Regions from separate parts of the Neogale vison genome. Here region 2 is linked to region 1. Evidence: chromatin contacts called from public Hi-C data. All regions are on one chromosome and are shown on one strand. Each heading gives the region's core, a stretch centred on a gene start, on an enhancer-like site or on the middle of the called end of the contact. The rest is flanking DNA. Distances are from core to core; before and after follow the strand shown.

Region 1 (7,213 bases), core at 1,456-3,955:
GCCTCCTTCCTCAGCACATCAAGTCTGAATACCTAATTTTCAACACCTTCCATATTTTGATCTCATCCCACCTACCTGAACTTAACCTCGCACTGTTTCCCATGGGGTAGTGTGATTGCTTTTGATTTGGCAGCTAGCACATCTTTTTTCTTCCCTCATTAGAGTGATGACCCCTCCCTCTCCTCCAATGTATATGTATGTATATATGCATGTATCGGTTAGGGTAGGGTCACAAACAGGATTCACTGGAATTTAAAGTAGGGAGGTATTTAATAAAGCATTAAGGGGCACCTGGCTGGCTGCAGAAAAGGAAGCAACTCCTGATCTCAGGATTGTAAATTGGAGCCCCATGCTGTATGTAGAGATTACTTAAAAATAAAATCTTACCCCCAAAAGTAAAGGGAATTAAATACTTACAAAATCATTGGAAAGTCTGAACAAAGATCAAGGAAGATCACCAGTTTGTCACTAACTTTCATAGATAAGAATTTGAAGAAATGGGAAACCAGTAGAGATGATCACAGCTACCTTCAATTCTAAGGCCTAAGATTTTCAGGAAAATACTTAAAGACCACTGCAAAATGTCATATCTGCCTAAGCCTAAAGTTTGACACTGCCAGAGGGGCAAGAATGTATCTTCTACCTTATTCTGCCTTCTACACTTTGCCAAGTGTTTTTATTTAAAATGATCTACTCCAGGGGTGCCTGGGTAGCTCAGTCCTTAAGCGTCTGCCTTTGGCTCAGGTCCTGGGATAGAGCCCCGCATCAGGTTCCCTGCTCCGAGGGAAGCCTGCTTCTTCCTCTCCCACTTCCCCTGCTTATGTTCCCTCTCTCGCTGTGTCTCTAAATAAAATCTTTTAAAAAATAAAATAAAATGTTCTACTCCAGGATCTGTAGATAGGGGTTCTGGGACATGTACTTCCCAGACTTCTAGACCCTGTGATATAGGAAAGAGTGCAGAAGGAATGCTGGATCAGTGAAAGTCTTTCCCTGGGTCTCTTCTGATTGAGCTAGTGAGGAAGACTCCCTGGTTTCTTCGGCCACAGCTGGAAGTATGTGAAACTGCTTACTGTAGAGGCCATCTGTCCTGACTTGGAGGAAACTCAGATGTGGAGGGAGAGAATGAAGCCCTTAAAAGATGAGAACAGAGTGAAAAACAAGGCTGGAGATGGAGAATGAGACAGAAAATAGGAAGCTGATGATAAGATTGTGTCAGCCCTGGATCTGGTCATATGACCTTTTGCCAGTACTATCGGTGTCTTTCTCAGCTATTTCAATCCATGAATTTCTTTTTCTGCCTAAGCTAATTTTAAGTTGGATATTTGTGTTATGACCAAAGGGTCCCAATGAATAGGAGGGAGACATGTGAACATTACACACTCAGAGTGTGGTATGTGCTGTACAAAGAGGGCTAACAAAGTGGTGTGCCCACCCAGAGATGATGTAAGAAGGGAGTGCATCTCCATTTGGTCTTGGAAATGTTATTTTATTTTATTATTATTATTTTTTTAAGATTTTATTTATTTATTTGACAGAGCAAGATCACAAGCAGGCAGAGAGGCAGGCAGAGAGAGAGGAGGAAGCAGGCTCCCTGCTGAGCAGAGAGCCCAGGAACCTGAGATCATGACCTGAGCCGAAGGCAGCGGCTCAAGCCACTGAGCCACCCAGGCGCCCCGGAAATGTTATTTTAGCCATAACTTTTATCTTAGTTTATTTCTCATGTCCTTTGCTTCCTTCCAGAATATCCTCCTCCTTCTCTTCTTGTGGTATTGTGATTTATAATAAGAAATATACACTTGGTCTTCATCCTGTTCCTAGCACAAAGCTCCGAAGACTCTTGGAATTTCTTAAGTGTTCAGAGCATAAAAGTGCAGTGTTGTCTTTTGTTATTCATAGCGAGCTCTTTTCAACCACACCTGTTTATGTTAATGAGGCGCTTTTGGAAAGCCCCTAAAAATGGGGGCTGGTTGCCAGGGGAACCAACCTAGTGATTAGAGCCTTGAAACTGTCAGGATCCACCCTCTTGCCTGGAAGGGGAGAGGGGCTATAGTTGAATTAGTCGCCAATGGCCAATGACTGAATCAATCATGCCTAAGTAATGAAGCTTCCATAAAAGCCCATAAAGATGGAATTCAGAGAGCTTCCTGGTTGGTGAACATGGAAATGTGGGGAGAGTGGCCTGAAAGCCCCTCAACCCCTTCCCACTTCCTTTGCCTTAAGCATGTCTTCTATCTGGCTGTTCCTGAATTATATCCTTTTGTAATAAACCTGAATCTAGTAAATTAACTTTTCCTGAGTTCTGTGAGCTGCTTGAGCAGATTAATCAAACCCAAGGAGGGGGTTGTGGGAATCTCCAAGTTATAACTGGGGAGCACAGGTAACTTGGACTTGAAATTGGCATCTGAAGTGGGGCAAGGGAGGCAGTCTTGTGGGATTGAACACGTAACCTGTGAGATCTATTGCTATCTCCAGGTAGTGTCAGAAGTGAGTTTCCAGCTGGAGTTAGAGAATTGCTTGATGTGTGGAAAACCCACACATCTCGTGTCAGAAGTCATATGGTAGTACGGTGAGTGTAAAAGAGACACATAGAAATTTTTTTCCTATAGTTTTCAGTTTTCAAGATACTTCCTGTCTTCCAAATATCAGTTCAAATCTGCCCTTTCCAGGGGCCTCTATAATTACTTCACCCATTTCTGAATTCTTCAAGTTCTTGGCACAGAACAGTTGAACATAAAATTATTGTTAATTTTGTGTGTGTGTGTGTTTTAAGATTTTATTTATTTATCAGAGAGAGAGAGAGAGCAAAAGCCGGCAAAGGTAAAGAGAGAGCACAAGCCGGCAAAGGTAAAGCAAGGAGCTCAATGTAGGACTCGATCCCAGAACCCTGGGATCATGACCTGAGCCGAAGGCAGCGGCTTAACCGACTGAGCCACCCAGCCGTCCCTGTGTGTGTGTTTTGACTCCGTATATTAACTGTAAACTAATTCCTCAAGGCTATGGATTACATTTTACATGAACTCTCCGGATTCCCCTTCCCCAGATTTATCACACCATGGTGCTCAGTTGATACTTGGGAGATGATGGATTGATTTGCTTATTGGAGAAGCTGAAGTTGCCATGGGCAGTTAACTGGAGTAGTAGGAGGGGAGGAAAGGAATGCTGTCCAGGTACTAGCCATCCAGGAATAAGGAAGCCTTTCCAGAAAGAGTAATCAAACTGGCTGGAGTTGCTTGGCACAAAGGGGTGAACTTTTGAGTCCCACTTAGTGCACCTTTGCTAGTGGCCACAGGAGGGCGGCAGAGGGTACGGCCCGGGTGTCAACGCTGTAGGTACGGTGGCCAGATTAGCCAACCAATCAGCTAGCTGAGTCCCCCTGGAAAGGACCTTTTGGTCTAAGTACCTTGCACAGGATGAGGTGGGCCTCCCAGCAGAGATCCTGGAAAGGAAGTTGCCTGGATCAGAGATGGGAAAGCCAAGAGATGAACAGGTGGATGGTGGACATCAACAGGCATCTAAGAAAGCTCAGAATCTCCAAAATCAAAGCAGTGAGTGAACTTTTAAGAGATCTAGATATTCTCTTAACGGCAAGGGGATGCCTCAGTACCTTGGCAAAGGAAGCAGGAAATCCAAACATGGTATAGTGCTAAGCGCAAAGTCTGGAAAGCAGGAGTCTTGGAGTCCTATTTCTAAGCTTGTAGCTCCTCAGCCTTGGTAAATGCTTTTGCTGTATGACTAGGGGATGACTTTCTCCTTTCTGAGCCTCGGGTATCTCATCTTATACAAAGAGAATTGGTAGATATCTGGAGACTCAGAGACCAGACCTGTCTTTGCACTGGGCTCCATGGTGGCCAAGTACCCTTCCAGCTTGAATGGTCTCTTGGGTTATGTGAACAAAGCAACTCAGTTGTCCATAAACACATTTATTCATGACTCATCTCTGTGTACACCTGCTCTCTTTAAAACTTTCAATGGCCCTTGACCCGTAGAACCAGGGCTGTTCAAACAGGCTGACCCTGGGATGTGCCACCCCATGTCATAGCACACATTCCACTGTAAGTGCAATTATTTTTTACTTTAAAATAATCTTAAGGGTGTTTTTTAAATTTGGCTTTCAAAATTACTTTGCTAATTTAATTTTCAGTGGCTGTGATTTCTCAGAAATCACAGTACATACTTAGGAATTCCTTGAAGCGAAAGGACCCACTAATTGTTTGTAAATATAATAAACTTTTGATGGCTACCAAATTGGACAATTTAGGGAGTTGACATAATACTGTATGTTGTGGGAATTTGGTTAAATTTTGATTTTGGAATTTTCCTTTTGTATCCTGGAGCAACAAGAATGTATGTGGGGTGTGAGCATTTTTCTGGGCTCTTGAAAGGCTTGTATATCCTCAGTCCTGTGTGTGTATGGTACCTGATGAATTAAAACCCTCCTGCCTGCGGCAGCTGACACAAATTGGGGGGTGGTGGTTCTTTCAGTTATTATATTTTGTTTCATGGCTTCTGGTCTGGGAGCCTGAGCAAGCTTTGAGTGCATCAATAAGAAAAAGATGCCCCCTCCTACTTCCCTTTAATCTCTGCAACTTCACTGCAGCCATATCTAGAAGCCAAGTCATACAGGCAGGCACCGAGGTAGCTGAATCCCCCTGCTCTGGACATTTTGTAAGGACAGGCTCCTCCCAGCCCTCTCAGGCATACACGTTCAAGCCAGACACCATCCCCATTGTCAGTGTTTCCACAGAACTAGCTATCTCACAAAAGGCAATATCTCACCAGAGAATTTGTTTTCTCTTCTGATAATTTCTCTCCATAAACATTTTTGAGAGAGATGAATAGGTGTACCTTTCTGGAACAGCAGGCAGATGCTGGGGCGTGAAATGACTTTGTGCAGCATGTTTTATGGATGAGGGGAAGGTCCCAAGGGCCGCCTTTTATTTCCCCAGCCTCTGACCTGGGTGCAGATCGCCAGGTTCCCCTTCTGCAGGGGAGCTTCCGCTTCACCCACTGCTGCTCACCTGAAGCTTTAAAGGCCCCACTTGGGCAGAAGCTACAGAGAGAGATTCCCAAAGAGTTGGTGCAAATTGCCACCAGCCTATAGCACTCTGGACCCACCACAAAGACCTAGGTTCCCCAGGTGCATTTCACAGCCAGTGCCACGGTCTTCAGATACTTCATTATGCTGGCATTTTTTATTTCTTCTCTATCTTTGTAATAACTATGAAGGGAATGAATTCCTTTCCAACATGGTGTTAATGAATCTCAAAAGAAAAAAAAAAAAAAGATGTGATCTCAGAAAAATAAAGAAGAGAACATAAAAACAGCAGACACAGTGACCTTCAAAAAATGAACAAATGTGGGATTTTTCCATTCATCTCTGCCTGGGGGATGGGGAGGCTGATTGTTAATAACAGAATGGTACCGAATGACTTGCTGACAGTTCATCAGGGTCCCTCTAAAGCCTGGAGTCAACAATACCAAATGAGTCATGAAGGTGGCAGACCATACATGAGTGACAGGGGAGGGTGGGAGGTGACACAGAGCTCAGAATCAGGGCGTAGGCTTCAGAAGAGGTTTATTCCCAACCCAGGTTAGGGATGCCAGATTCAGCAAATAAAACTATAGGACCCCCCAGTTAATATTTGAATTTCAGGTAGCAAATAAATTTTAGTATATTCAGGACATACTTGTACTAAAAATTTAGATACGTTGTTTATTTGAAATTAAAATTTAACTGGGTGTCCTGCATTTTCTCTGGCAACCCTACCCTAGAGATACCAGCACTTTTCTTTATTTCCTAAGTCCTTACACATTTCTAGGTTCAAGCTCCACCAGAAAGAGACTCCCTCCAGTCTCACCTTTTGAATACTACACTCTTAGAGGGTCCAGTTCAAATGTCACATTTTTGGAAGACTTTCCCCCTAAATCAGTTCCTCCTTCCTTTCTGTCCCCTTGCCCCATTGCATTTTATCTACCATTTTGGTTTATATTTAGTTGCTTATAAACCTGTTTCCCCCCTGCAGACTGGGAGCATCTCAAAGGCAGTGTCTAGATCCCTTTTCCCATGGCCATAGTACAGCTTTGCCTGCACTCCTGTATATTCTGTACTCTGAATATTTGCCTAATGAATGAGCAAATGAATGATCAGAGGTAACATGCTTTGAGTCCTGACTATGTGCCAGGCATGGCTCTCAGCACTTGTTATGGATTTAATCTTTGACTAACCATCTGAAGTAGGCACCATGTTTATTTCTATTTCAGAGATGGAGAAATGGACACACAGAGCTTCTAAGTAACTTGCCTATAATCACACAGTGACTAAGAGGCAAAGCTGGGATTTGAACCCAGGCAGTATGGCTCTTCACCTCTGTAGTACATTGAATGAATAGATAAATGGAAGAATGAATAGGAGAACAAATGGAGGGCTGCATGAGAAGAGGCAGCAAACAGGTACTATGATAGGAGGACATAAGAAGGGGAAGCCAATGTAGACGTTAGGATAGCAGAGACCAGAAGAGTCAGGGAGGTATTAAGGAGTTAAGCTGAGGGGTGCACATGGGTACATCAGTGACTTAAAAGGCAGCTCAGCAGTGGAAGAGATTGCTCTCTCCTGGTTTCTGCTTTGGAAATCAATCCTTATGTTACAAAAACCCTCTACATCTCTGCAGGGGCTTCATTGTAACTCTCTTCCTAGCTTCCTTTCCCGAAAGCCCTTTTCTTCCAGGGACAGAACCCACCCTCTGCTCTTTTAAGAGGCTCAGACTAGTGGGACTGTAAGGCCAATTCTGTCTTTTCCCCAGAGCTGTCCTCTAGGAGTCAGTGGTCTTGGTGCCAACATCCTCTTTGTTCCTGGGCTCCCATTCTTCTATGGTGTACTTCTACCTGGCTCTTGCCATGGGGGTGACATGTGTGTTGCACAAAGGAACCAATGTGCTCCATGGGAGGGTGATTATGGACCCAAGTCAGAGCACTGACAAGATTATCATAGTAACATAATACTTCCTTTACAAGTCTATGGAAACAGAAGACAGTGGCCTGCTCATACCATCAACCTAGTCCTTAAAAAAAAAAAAAACTTAACTAATTAATTATTTTTTTAAAAAAGATTTTATTTATTTATTTGACAGAGAGAGAGAGAGAAACATCACAAGGAGGCAGAGAGTCAGGCAGAGAGAGAGAGGGGGAAGCAAGCTCCCTGCTGAGCAGAGAGCCC
Region 2 (7,213 bases), core at 3,197-5,696, 150 kb before region 1:
TTTATGGGATGCTTTTTCAGCAGTAGGTGGCTGGCACAGGTTCTTGGCAGTGACCCACAGCCCCAAAGAGAGGGGATGGCTAGGCTGAAGGCAGCTACCCATGTCCCGGTAGCACCCGAGTGGGTCTCTGTGGGGTTCTGGAAGGTGCTCCGACAGCTAAGGCTCTGGGCTGTGCTGGCTCCTTCTGGACATCTTGATCCATTTGGTCTGTGCTGGTAAGTGAATCTGGAAGGGGGAGGAGACAGACGTGGCAGCTTGCTGGACGGCTGCCCGATCCAGCCGGATGCCTCATGGGCGCCCATGGGCCAACTCCAAATGCCAGCCTGTCCCGTCTGCCGGGTTTCTGCGCGCACCGTCCCTAGGGTCCGTGAGAGCAAATGGCAAGTCTGGCTGTCTGTCCCTGCTAGGCCCTTGGAGGAGGGACATCAACCGCTTTTGCAGTGTCCTGGAGAACTGGCCAGAGCTTGGGGTTAAAATCTTACAAAGAGAATCTCCAGGTCCCATGACCACAGTAGAAGCAGAATGCTCGCCGAGGGCTTTACCTGTTGACATGAGGCCTTTGCTGGAAGCGAGATGACGATTCCCCTCCGCTCACTCACTGGCCACAGAGAGGCACCAGCCCTAAACCACCCTGGGAGGGGACCCATAGCTCAGCTCCAATTGGCCCCACCTTCCTGAAACCCCAGACCCTTTTCACCATTTTCCTTAGAAAAGCAGCTCCATGAAGCTCTCTCCCGACGGGCAGGTGGGCCCTCTCTCCCCACAAAGCCTCCTTTCTTCCTGTGGTCACCATCTTGTGGTGGGGGGGGGTTGACAAAAAGGTCCTTGACTCCTCAGGGCTCAAGGATGGAGCTGCTGAAGTGGTTGGGCATTATGGTCAATAATGGGGCCCGCAAAAAAGGGAAAGAAAGGAAACAAAACAAAACAAAACAAAAAACCCAGTGCTGTGGCTCTGAGCAGCGCAGCCAGTTAGTGGCTGGAGGTTGTGTTCTGAAACAAAATGCTGAGGACGAGATATTGTGTGGCAGGGAGCCTATTTTTTTCCCCCGTCAAAGAAATCCAGCTCATTTTTTCCATTAATTGGCAGCTGATGAAAAAAAAAAAAAAAAGTCCAAACCAAAACCAAACCAATGCCAGTAACCTGAATGTGAGTGTTTCTGAAAGGGAAAAGCCGTTTCAATTGTTAGATATCCAAGAAAACATGAATACACACCGACAGAGGAAATGGTCACAATTAGAGGAAGAAGAGGGAGAGGTTCGTAAAATTAAGGCAAAAATTCCTTTTAGCAGCTCCCATCCTGTAAGCTAGCTCCTCTGTCCCTAAGGGTAGCTGGAATTTGGGCCTCCCAGGGAAACTTCAGGAAGATTAGGGCAGGGGAGGGCCCAGGAATCCCTTAAGAGAGCAAAGTCAACAGCAAAGAAAGCTAGTTTTTCAGGCGATAGGCACAGAACCTTTTCCTTCTTTCTTTCTTCCCTTTTTTTTTTTTTTAAATATTTTATTTATTTATTTGACAGACCCAGATCACAAGTAGGCAGAGAGGCAGGCAAAGAGAGAGAGATAGAGGAGGAAGCAGGTTCCCCGCTGAGCAGAGAGTCCAACTCCAGGTTTGGTCCCAGGACCCTGAGATCATGACCTGAGCCAAAGGCAGAGGCTCAACCCACTGAGCCACCCAGGTGCCCCAACACGGAGAGTCTTTTCTGACGAGGAATTTGGTGTGCAAGATTGTCCACTGAGAAGTTCACACAGCTCCTGTACTGACCCAGCCTGCAGCCACCGAAGTGCCCCGTCGGCCTCTGGGCCTGCAGGTGGAGGAGAAAGCTCATACGGGCTCACCCCTCCCCCCCCCCCAGCTTGAGGGGCTATTCCCACGTCCCCAGCCTCCTCTAAGTGGACCCTGGGGATCCAGTCTCCTTTGGCACTTGTTTGGACAAATGCCAATTACTCTCATTTTCTCATCCACTAAAAAAGAGAGATAGGGAGGGAGAGAGAAATGTGAATCACTCCAGGTACTCTCTTGCCTTAAAGGACGTTTGGGAAAATGCGAAACAGACAAAAGGTCAGGATGGAGTCTGGAAGACCAGACCAAAGCCGTGGCCTAAGTGGTAATCATGAGGCAGCTTGGCCTGTGGGAGCCGCAGGCGGGGCTGGGGCCGGGGGACGGCTGTCAGGACCAAGACAGCACCAGGGAGGACGACCCAAGGGGTGGACTGGGCAGAAAGAACGGTTGCCAAGGAAACAGCTTTGGCTACAAACCCTGGCAATCCACGGCAGCCCCCTCCGCGGGCACAGCTCTCCGTCCTGCTCTGCCCATTTGCCAGGCGCTGCAGCGAGTCTGCTCTCTTCTCGGGGCCTCTGAGACCGTTTGCGAGCTGCGTGCCGGAAGCATGGCCGAAGCCCGGGCGATTCTGAAGGTCTAGGACTGCCACTGATGCTCGGACGGAGCCCCTCGTGCTGGGGATGGTGGTCACCGAGCTTACGTCCGTTCGGATCGGCAGGGCAGGGAGGAAGATGCACGCTGAAGAAGACACCGCAACTCAGGCCGAGTTTGGATTCCCCGTGCCTCCGTCGGTAGATGGAAGCCGTGTCTGTCATGCTGTTGGGTGGGACTCTTCTATTTCTTTCTCTTTTTTGAAAGATTTTATTTATTTACTTGAGAGCGCGTGCACACGCAGGCGGAGTAGAGGAAAAAAGGAGAAGGAGGCTCCGTCCTGAGTGCAGGACCTCACGCAGGGCTCGATCTCATGACCCTGAGATTGTGAGCTGAGCTGAAATCAAGTGTCAGGTGCTTAACCCGTGGAGCCACCCGGAAATCCTGGATTCTCCTCCTTCCACCAGCGTTTAACCAGTGTAGTGGTGGGTGAATGGGCGGGGGGTGGGGGGTGGGAGTGGGAGCTCAGGGGGAACTAAAGAGTGAGCCCCTCACAGCCTTAGGGGGTGCTGCCCTGAAGGGGTGGGAGGAGTCCCCGCTCCTGTCAAGGACAGAGGTAAGTTAGGGTGGGGTGCGGCAAGGAGTGTTTGTATCTGCAGGGAAGCAGTGTGGATGGCCGGAGAACTCCAGGTCTCCCCACGGGTCAGGAGTGGTCTTCCACCAGGAGCAGGGTAACAGCGAGGCCATGGAGAGCCTGAGCGCTGGCCATGGAGCCTGCCAATTGGGCCGAAGAGCCTCTTCTGCTTATGAGCTCTGTGACCTTACGCAGGTTTCTTTCCCTCTCTGTGCCACCCTTTCCCCCACGTTAAATGCCTCAGAGGGTCGCAGGGGTGGGGGAGCCATCTGTGGATGGCTGGGTGCTGTGCAGACTTGCCATCCCTGGGCAGCTGCAGGAGGAAGGGAGAGCTTGGTTGTTGGGTCAGCGCCAGAGGCTACTGCTGCTGGAGGCTGAATGCGGGGCCAGGCTGCACCTTCCTGGAGGCTGGCTCTCAGGGGGCAAAGAAAACCCCCCTGCTCCACTGACTGCCTTGGCCCTGAGCTGAGGGCTCTGCCTCCCTCCCTCCCCAGGACCTGTCATACCACACGTGCCAGAGACATACCTTGCTCTGGGGATGAAACCAGCACTGCCCCCCTCGGACACCCTCTGTGGTGTATTAAAAAAAGAAAAAAAAAAAAGGCTAAGAATATATATTAAATGACTATTTTATTTACACACCCTATTCATAAATAATTGAAAGTTCTTTGTGACTGCACAATGATTCCTTGAAGATCCCCTAAAGATTATACTGAAGTGACTAAAAGTGGATTAGTGGGTTACTCACATCTGTGTGTGACCATGTTCTCTCAGGTATGGGCTCACACTCAGTCACACACACATACATACACACACACACACACACACACACCAGAGGGGAGGCGGGACTCCCAGGCTCTTGTGGGCTCTCAGAGCACCCGCATTTGTCTCCCAGCACCAGCGGGCCCGGTGGGAAACGGCCCCCTCCCACAGGTGTGAATTTGTGACAGCTGGAGAACAAAGAGCGGCAACCCAGGGAGCTCCCGCCCCGCCCCGCGCCCCTCTGGAGCTGCTCTCCTTTGTTCATCCTGGAAGGCATCTCTTTGGATTTGCAAATATTTTAATTCACAGAAACTCAGGGAGGGGTGGGGGTGGGGGCTGGGGTGGCGCGCTGGCTGTCCTGCTGTCTTTATCCAGGCTTTCTCCAGCCCCCACGAGTGGCAACAGCATTCTAGAGACATGCAGTGGTGTGCTAGTACCATACACACGACAAACTGGACGTGGCCAGCGACAGTGGCCGGGGGGCCTCTGGCTCCTCCAAGTCTGGGCCCTGTCACAGAGCAGCGTGGGGCTGGTCCGCTCAGAGGGTCCGCACAGCCACCGGGTAGAGGAGGGACAAGTGCTCGGCCCCTTTAATTGGCAGCTTTCTGGTGGTGTAGTAGTGGATGACTTCCGGGACACTGTCGAACGGGGGGCTGTTCTGACCCAGAACGTACTTCTCTTTGGTTTTGGCCAGTTTCATGTGCATAAAGCCCTGGTTGCTCCTGCGAACAAAACATGGAGGTTATTGGGATCTGCAGAGTGACCAAGGTTGAACAGCCATGCTACCCAGGGCGAAATGAAATGCAGCTGCCCCTCAGACTAGGAACCCCTCTGCCCAGCACAGACTAGGAACCAGCAACAGAAACTGCTGGAGAGTCTTCTGGGTTCTCCTCAAGAGCTTTGGAGGCTCCCTCAGGAAAACAAACCCCTGGACTTGGCTCCTCTTCCTGTTGCTGATGCAGTATTAAGCCTTGCATGGCAGGCACAGTGTGTTTAAGTCTCTAGCTCCCTAACAAGTATGCGGGACAGGTCATTGCCACCCCCCCCACCCCGTTTACAGATGAGGAAACAGCGTGGCACAAATGACAGGAGAGCTGTTTCCCAAAAATTAATGCTCCCCTTTCCATAGTACTCTACTGTCACTAGGAAGGGGTGGCCCAGCCAGGGACTACATTTCCCAGCCTCCCTTGCAGCCACTGCAAACATGTGACTAGCTTTAGTCAATGGAATGTCATGAGGCCATGTGTTCTTCGCCCCCAGTTCTGCCCCTATGCAGGCACTCTCTTCTCTGGACTTCTTCCCTCTGTTGAATGAACTCTGCCTCTTCCTCCAAGACCCAGCCCAAGTGTTTCCTCTGCCAGGAAGTCTTCCAGGCTCCTACAAGTAGAGCTCCTTTCTTCCTCTGACTGCATTGAGTATACTCATGCCTCCATCAGCACTTGCTTTGTTGAACTGCAATTACTTATCTTCTCAATTACTGAAAGTTCCACAGAGCAAGGCCCAGTCCGTACCCACCAGGCATGGCACCTGCTGAAAAGGGCAGTGTGTGGGTCCCTCGGAGATCAGAGCACAGCCTCATGCCCTGTGCCCCACGCAGCGTGTCAGCTACATCAACACGCTGTGGGGGGCACAGCTCTTGGATGGCAATGGCCACACTGCTTCTATCTGGCCCTCGCAGACCCCTCCCACCTCCCACCTGGGTCTCCGGCCACATTAGATCATGCACTCCTCGGTCAATCTGCCTTTGCCTGAGCCACCTTTTCCCTGCCCACTCAGCTCCAAGCCTGACCTTTTATGATGTTGCTGCCACACATGCAGATGCTTGGGTTTCCAAAGGACAGTCCAATTTACCTCATGTTTGTCACTTACTGAGAAAGCTAGGACTTGGACCTCCTGCTGCCTTCTCTAGACCCTGTCCCTTGGCACCGAGAACTTGTGACCAGCCCTGGGGGCCGGGCTTCCGGGACACCAAGGCCCAGCCGCCAGCGACGCCGAGCTCCATGTGGACACAAGTCTGCAAGCTCCTCAGCTCCAGCCCTCTTGCTCTGGCAGCTCCCACAGGGGCAGTGGAGGGCTCACACGCATCGCTTCCAGTCGGTACTGGGCTCCCCGCGCGCACCAGCGGCTGCTCTATTAATGTGTCAATTTGGACTCCAGGACCATTTTCAAATGGCAGAGCAAATGCTTAATGAAGGGTGGGCACTGAGCAATACATCTGCTCATAATAACGTATTTAGAAATGTCACCCTCAGCTTAAAGGAAATCGTTCGGAGAGCAATTATGTTTCAAGAGAGAATAATTCCTGTAAAGAACTAAAATTTAAATCAAGATTTTTTAAGGCTGACAATGTTCTAATTACAGAGCCTGTGGCAAGTTCTGCTCCTCAGTGAAGGGTCATTTCATTGGAGAATTGCCTCCGACGCCTCTGAGAAGCAGGAGGCGCGCTTGCTTCAGCTGCTAGGAAGGCAACGGTGTGCATTCCATGAAAAATGTACAACCCCAGTTAAGTGGAGACTAGCCACCCACCACGCTGGAGAGATCACAGAGCAGGGTGGGCGTGGAGCCTGGGACAATCATGCCTCTCTGTGTGAGTGGGTCGAGAGGGGCGATGTCTTGGGTGCCAGATTGCTGGGGGTCAACGACTGTCCCAGGTCTACAGCGGGGATGCAAAGCGCAGGCTGTGTTAAGATGGGATCGCAGCAGCTAGCTGTGGGCCGCATCAGGCCTAGGGAGTTGCAGGCGGAGCGGATTTCATTTTTAAGGAGGTTAAGGAAAGTTACTCCTATGGTTTAATGGGACGTTTTTACAGCGGTCGTTCTTAAAACAGGCAGCAAGGGAAGTGGGCGGGGAAGGTGAGAACAGCTGACAGAGCCAGAGGCAGAAGAACTGGAAGCTGCTCTGTTCCCAGATCTCCAGCTCGGCCTGGAATGGCGGAATGGCCACCAGGTGATTGGAAACCTCCCCGTCAACAGACACGGGCTGGGAAGGGCAGCTGTCAGCACTTCCCTCAAGTGCCTCCAGCACTCAGATTTCATTACACACAGGTTTAGGATTCTGAACTAACAAAGTTCGGGGACCGAGGCAGAGGACTTGGGCCCCATGGCCTCCCCACAGTCCCTGGCATGACCACTGCCTGGCACAGGGATAAGGGCCCACGAGCTGGCTCTCCCGTGAGGGGCCCCCTGGAGGAGGAGTGGCCCTGCCCACTGGGCTCACGCACTGCACACCCCATGGTTCGCTGGACCCGAGGCGGTTCTTTGGGGGTGCTTGGCTCTGTCCCTGCGTCCACTGCCTCTGTGAGGCAGGGAGGCTAACTGGATGACCTCTGAGGCTGCTTCCAGGCCTAAGGTCCTGGATTCCACATGTATAAGCTTAAGCTGTTGCCCACTCTGTGAAGGTGTCCTGCAGGAAGACACCTGGGGGCAGCCACATGCCCCATTTCAGGGCT

Evidence for each region. A called contact is a pair of places that touch in the nucleus more often than the background predicts.
Region 2: a Hi-C map of fibroblasts shows a contact between it and region 1, with 6 times the contacts expected there. The contact joins two enhancer-like sites. A contact is called at or near these places in 2 of 3 Hi-C or Micro-C datasets (fibroblasts and muscle).

The regions. Positions count from the first base shown.
Region 1 is chr9:33,634,938-33,642,150 of ASM_NN_V1, reverse strand. No RefSeq gene overlaps it. Among named protein-coding and RNA genes, the nearest start is that of SHB, 15 kb to the left of the region's middle. Within about 2 kb of position 2,705, the one cell type or tissue checked has open chromatin away from gene starts, as enhancers often do. A contact at or near this core is called in fibroblasts, where this site is marked.
Region 2 is chr9:33,786,229-33,793,441 of ASM_NN_V1, reverse strand. It overlaps SHB (SH2 domain-containing adapter protein B), which reads right to left. Exons shown (of 6, transcript XM_044265306.1): 6 at 3,617-4,487. The coding sequence ends at 4,304. Among named protein-coding and RNA genes, the nearest start is that of SLC25A51, 17 kb to the left of the region's middle. Within about 2 kb of position 4,446, the one cell type or tissue checked has open chromatin away from gene starts, as enhancers often do. A contact at or near this core is called in fibroblasts, where this site is marked.